Linked DNA regions of Sus scrofa: region 1 is linked to region 2. Evidence: chromatin contacts called from public Hi-C data. All regions are on one chromosome and are shown on one strand. The core of a region is the stretch at or near the end of the contact, and the rest is flanking DNA. Distances in the headings are between cores, read along the strand shown.

Region 1 (2,898 bases), core at 224-2,723, 280 kb before region 2:
ATGGAGCCCGCTCCACCCACTTCTGTTCCCTTTCTATTTTGGTGCTCTTTGCAACAAAGGAAACTAAGTTGGTAAATTAGAGAAGGATTGAAGCGCTCACACATGCTCCCCTTCCTATCAGGTTGTGTAACCGATTAGGCAGAGGGGGCCTACTCTTCCTGGGGCACAGGGACCTGAAGGAACATGGGTTGCAAACCCCATGAGATGGCCTTGGCCATGGGCTCCCAGGTCTCCTGGCCTATCTGATTGAGCTACATTAAAAAATTTATAATGATATATGTATTGTATATATATTCTTATATACATACATGTGTATATGAGTGTGTATGAACACGTATACTTACATTATGTGGGTACATAGGATTCCAGGTATAGCATTCTAAAACCTAGGGAGAGCCAGAGGAGAAGACATTCAGTTTGAGTTTTGTGTCAGAGTCCTTGCAGGAAATAGGTGGCTTGTACCTCTTGTGGGTCTGAGAGAACATGGGGAGGGCTCATCGGGAAAGCTGGGGGAGAACAGCTGCATGGGAAGGGCTGCCTGGCAGGAGCTGTGATCTTTCGGAGTCAACTTCCAGTGCCTGGGTGGGGAGAGAGCCTGGTTGCTAAATGCCCCATCTTCTCTGTCCTTCTGAGATGAGACCTCCAGTTGCTGTGCCAGCTGGAAGTTAGAGGACAAGGGTACCCATTGATGCATCCCCACAGGGCTCCCTCCCAGGACACGGCAAGGTGGGAGGTTGAGGCAATACGGCAGATGGAGCATCTGGAGGAGCACGTGGAAAACCGTGCAGTGCATTTTGTTCTGTGAACTCCTTTGGGTATGACCCTGCCATACTCGCTCAGATGATCCCTGGGACAGGTGTGGGTGGGAACGGACTTCCCAGATCTTTAGGGTGGCTAGGGAGCAGTGCTTTCCAAAACGTGGTGCCTGGGCCAGTAGCACCAGCATCACGTGAGGACTTGCTGAAGATTTTCTGGCCCCACCCTGAACCTACCGAATTAGACATTCAGAGGGAGAGAGGGGCCCAGGAATCTGTATTTTATTAGCCCTCCCAGAGGAGAATCTGGTGCTTGGTCAAAATTGAGAACCACTGCTGGCTGTCTTGAGGCATTGGATGGTCAGCAAAGTATGTCACTTTGCAAAGATGGCCACTGTTGTCTTGCTTGGAACTGCCAGTGATGAGCATGTTGTCTGTATCAGTCCGCTGCTTGGCAGCTCTGCAGACTGCCAATCCTTTTTATTTTTAGACTAGGCACTCTTCAAAAGAAATGGAATAATGGATTACATGTAGGCCATGGGGGCTTATCCCCAAGGCAGTTCATGCCTTTAATTTCCAAGTGCTCCTCTCAACCATGCAGGGAAGTACCCGACAGGCCTCAGACTTTGGAGGTTGTTTTTGAAAAACAGATGCAAATACTGCCTGTGCTGTTGTTGTTTTCCCGGTGCCTGGCAGTGTTTGGTAAACAACTTGATTGCTAGGTCTTGGCCTCAGGGAACCACAGCTGCTCTTTCCAGCTCCCTGCAGACTTTTGTACCGAGCAAGGATTGCTTCAGGGAAAAATAAACAGGGGAGAACAAAACAAAAAAACATCACTGTTGTTTTGTGGCTGCCTCTACCTGTTTTCCTGGAGTTGTTTTGCAACCATGGTCCCTGAGCTTTGGTTTCTTATTGGTCCCATGACCCCCCGGGCTTCTGTCTCCATGGTTAGACCACAAAGTGGCCTCTGGTCTTGGAAAGCCCTGTGTAGTAGCCACTGGAAGGATCTATGCATTTTTAAATATGTAAATTGAAAACGGAGAAAGCTTCATTCTTTCTAATGACCCCCAAGATGGTAATCTGGCTTTTCAAATCTCCAGAAAAGCAGATTGAATATGGCACAATTAATGGTTCAGCACTTCTAGGCTTTTCTCTAAAATATCTTAATGGGCTTTTAATTTATTGCAGCTCCTTACTGGCAGGGTTAAGGCAGAGTTGCTGCTGACCCCCTGGGCCCAGGTGCTCTCTGGGGCTCTAGTGAAGTGGAAGAGAACAAAGGCCAGCTGGACCTTCAGCCATGACCTCCCAGGCTGAGCCCCTGGGGCTCCCTGGATTCCTGGCCTGAAGTGGTGCAGCCTCTTCAGAGGCAAGGATGCATCTTCATCAGCGATCCTTGGGGTATCTGGTAGAAATGCAGATTCCGGGGACCAGACTGAGAATCTCTGGACTCTGGGGGCAGGAATCTGCATTTCAACCCGGTACCTTCATTGCAGAGCAGGTTTGCAGTCAGCCTTGGTGACAGAGAGCCAGTGTGAACAAGTGGGCCTGGGTGGGGAGCAAGTGACAGTGTTATCCAACTTTTTTTTGAGACCTGCATGTCATTTTAAGGCATTTACTTTTCATTTACTCACAAGTTCTCCATTACTTTGGCCCCCCTTTCTTCTTAAATCAGGGGACCTTCTTCATGAAATCTTTTTCTTTGGGCCCCAAATGCATCTTTTCTGAATATCCTTGGAGAAGAGTGATAAAATTTTTTTTTGGCTCTGCCCATGGCCTGGCCTATGGAAGTTCCCCCAGGGCCAGGGATTGAACCCAGCTGCAGCTGCAGCCTATACCACTGTTGCAGCAATGCCAGATCTTAACTTGCTGCACCACAAGGTAACTTCCGAAAGGTGATAAATTTCTGTTTGTCTGAAAAGGTCTTTATTTCACTGTCATTTTTGAAAGGTAATTTTTCTGGGCATACCAATCTAGGTAGACAGTTTTTGCCTCTGGGTTGTGTTCTGGATATTTATTTGGATACTGTCTTCTGTTTTTGTTTTTTTTTCTTTTAAATTTCAGTTGCTATGTTTTTCAATTTTAGAGGTCAGAGTTTTGGTTAGAGTTCTAGAGCTTGATTTTATGGTATTATGTATGTACATAT
Region 2 (2,809 bases), core at 190-2,689:
TGGACCACTCACTGGTGTGTTGGAAGAGGATTTTTAGATGGCTCATAAATCATTCACCGGTTCCCATTATTGTGAGTTGATGTTGCAGCAATTCCATTTTCAGTCTGTTTTGATCCTTCTGATACAGTCAAGAAGAAAGTCTCCATTTGGTGCGAGTGTGTCTTTAATCTCTCTTTCCCCATTGTAAGTTCATTATTTAACAAAGCAAGAACATGGCTTCCACCCAGAGCCTCTGTGGACACCAGGATCTAGCTAGAATTTGATTACATTCGTTGGGTTGTATTACCTTAATTAGAAAGTCTTTCTCTCTAAAGGGAAGCACACCGGTTTTCCATTTGAGGCAGTATTATAAAGTTTTCTCTGAAATAGATTTATGTTGGCCAAAAGTAAGTAATTTGTAAGAATAACATGGGAGATGTAGATGAAGATGGCAAAAATAATGAAGGTAGAAGTAAATGCTTGAGGTTTGGAAACTGGCTCAAGTGGTCACTATGGTAGCATGATCGCTCTAAGAATCTCAGGATTTCTAAGACCCAATCTTGGGTCTTCCCAGAGTTTCCTGGAGACTCTTTATTTTTGAAAATAGTTTATCAAACAGGTTGTATAAAAAATTCAGTCAGTGCCCTCTATCTTCCTCTTTGATGTATTTTTTTTTTCAATTTTTAAAGTTTTATTGAGGTATAGTTGATTTTTAATGTTATGGTAATTTCTTCTATACAACACAGTGATTCAGTTATGCATATACCCACATTCATTCACTTTCAGAGTCTTTTCCCACATAAATTATCACAGATTATTGGGTAGAGTTCCCCTGTGCTGTACAGCAGGTCCTATGTGGAATATTGGCCTCTTTCATTTATTTTAATTAATTTTTTAGTAAAGAAAGCTTCAAACATTTAGGTTCTGCGGGGAACAAAATAAGTAAAACAGACACGTGCAGGTAGAACTAAAGGTGGATTAGGGCAAGTTCCTCACCACAACTGGGATAGAGGAAAAAGGCATGTTATATCTCCCAGTCATGGGGAGGAACCCATAGAATCACCTTGCAGTTAAAAAGGGCCTCCATTTGGGTAATGGTTATGCGAGGCTTAGAAAACTCCAGGGCTCAGCTATTGGCCTTTACCAGGGAAATGGCTGCCACTCTTTGGATTATCATTTAGAATTGTAAACTAAAACCCCTTACCAGTCATTTGGTTCATTTCAGGCTCCAGGGATAGAAAATAAACATAAAGGTCAGGAGAACTCCTGGAAGAAACCAGAAGTGTGGAGAGTGGGTAACCAGCATTTTTCAGTGAAGATGGGGAACAGGGATGGGGGGATAGAGCAGGATTCTTTGATTTCATTTTTTTCTCTCTGTAGTTTTGCTGGGACATGGGATAAGGCCCTGCTCTGTGTCCTAGCCATCTCGGCCGCATGCGAAGAGCAGTGAGCATGGAATTTGAGAACGTTCCGTTCCCAAGGCATTTGAGGAAGAGTCTGTGTTAGTTGTTCCAGCAGCCAGACTTGCATCATCATTCAGGGTTTAGCAAGGCTGGCTTTCTTTCTCTGGGGCAGTGGAACAGTTTAATCCCCACAGGCTTTCTAGGGCAGAAAAGGGATTCATCTCAATGTCCGTTCCCTGTGTCTATAAGGTGCTAACAAGTCCTCAAGCCTGAGGAATTCTCTCCTCCTCAGGCACGGAACCCTCCGTAGAATTTTCGTCTCCAGACACTGTGGAGGCCTGAGGGGCTGTGTTGGTTTGGGGAAAGGAGAGAGTCAGCAGAGAGGCACTTAGGAAACAAACTATAGCACAACACAACCAAAACACACAAGAAAACCCTCTGCTATTTTGTGCCTTGGCAGTTGCAGAAGAAAGGCTAGATTTTTGAAGCAGAAGGTGGAATCAGGAGCAGCTAGAGAAGGTTAGGAAGTTTTTAATGGAAATGAGGGTGGGGGGAGAGGAGCTGGGAAGACCAGTAAAATTTTGGTTATACTTTTTAGACAGAGATGGGAATTCCAGTAATCTGATACTTACTAGTGTAATTGCCAGAATCCTCCGAGGTATATAGCCTTAGTTTTTTTTCTAATTTCATTTTCCTAGTTTCACATTTTGCTTTGGTATCCAGCAGTGTTGTGCTATACTTGGCAATGACACAATGCTAAATTTTTAAAAAATTAATTAACTGATTGTGAATGTAAGACAGAGATAAATTACCAAACTGTCGTTCGGTATGTTTTTGCTTATTACATTTTAAGTAATAGAGAAATGTTCTTCACCTGTATCAAATTTAAGTAGTTTAATGATGTTAAAGTATCTGTAAAATAGATTCAAAGAAATGTTTTGATTGCAAATGGTATTCCTAAATATAGAATCTATGATAAAGTTTGATAACGTTCTTAGGATAAACAGCATGCTGTTCTATATGTTAGGACACAAGAAAACACATTTTTGGAGAAAAAACCCTTCTTTGTAACACTTTGTTAGTGGACACATTGAACTTATTCATTATTGGCTTGGAAAACCAGGATTTCTTTGATAAGCTCACAACATGAACTCTTGAGTCCTTCTATGTAACATCAACTGATTAGGATATTATATATAATCTTTTTTAAGGGCAGAATCATCACCTAGTTTAGTTGGATTTTTGCAGCGTGGTTGGAAATGCTACAGATCTGTTTGTGGCTCTAGAATGCTAAAGTGTATCTTGGAACAAGAAACTCGGGGAGAAAGAAACATTAGCGTTTTCCTTCTAGATGAAAATATTTAAGATTGGAATCAGTGTTTGACCCATATATTTCATTGATAAGAGAAGATGAGCCCAGGAAATGA

Evidence for each region. Hi-C and Micro-C count contacts between places; a contact is called where the count stands out from the background.
Region 1: a Hi-C map of liver shows a contact between it and region 2, with 10 times the contacts expected there. The contact joins two enhancer-like sites. A contact is called at or near these places in 4 of 47 Hi-C or Micro-C datasets (liver and skeletal muscle).

Annotation. Positions count from the first base shown.
Region 1 is chr13:52,881,401-52,884,298 of Sscrofa11.1, reverse strand. The region is part of intron 2 of FOXP1 (forkhead box protein P1); the gene reads left to right. Among named protein-coding and RNA genes, the nearest start is that of FOXP1, 92 kb to the left of the region's middle. Within about 2 kb of position 1,473, at least 3 of the 83 cell types and tissues checked have an H3K27ac peak or open chromatin away from gene starts, as enhancers often do. A contact at or near this core is called in liver and skeletal muscle, where this site is marked.
Region 2 is chr13:52,602,796-52,605,604 of Sscrofa11.1, reverse strand. The region is part of intron 5 of FOXP1 (forkhead box protein P1); the gene reads left to right. Among named protein-coding and RNA genes, the nearest start is that of FOXP1, 370 kb to the left of the region's middle. Within about 2 kb of position 1,439, at least 15 of the 83 cell types and tissues checked have an H3K27ac peak or open chromatin away from gene starts, as enhancers often do. A contact at or near this core is called in liver and skeletal muscle, where this site is marked.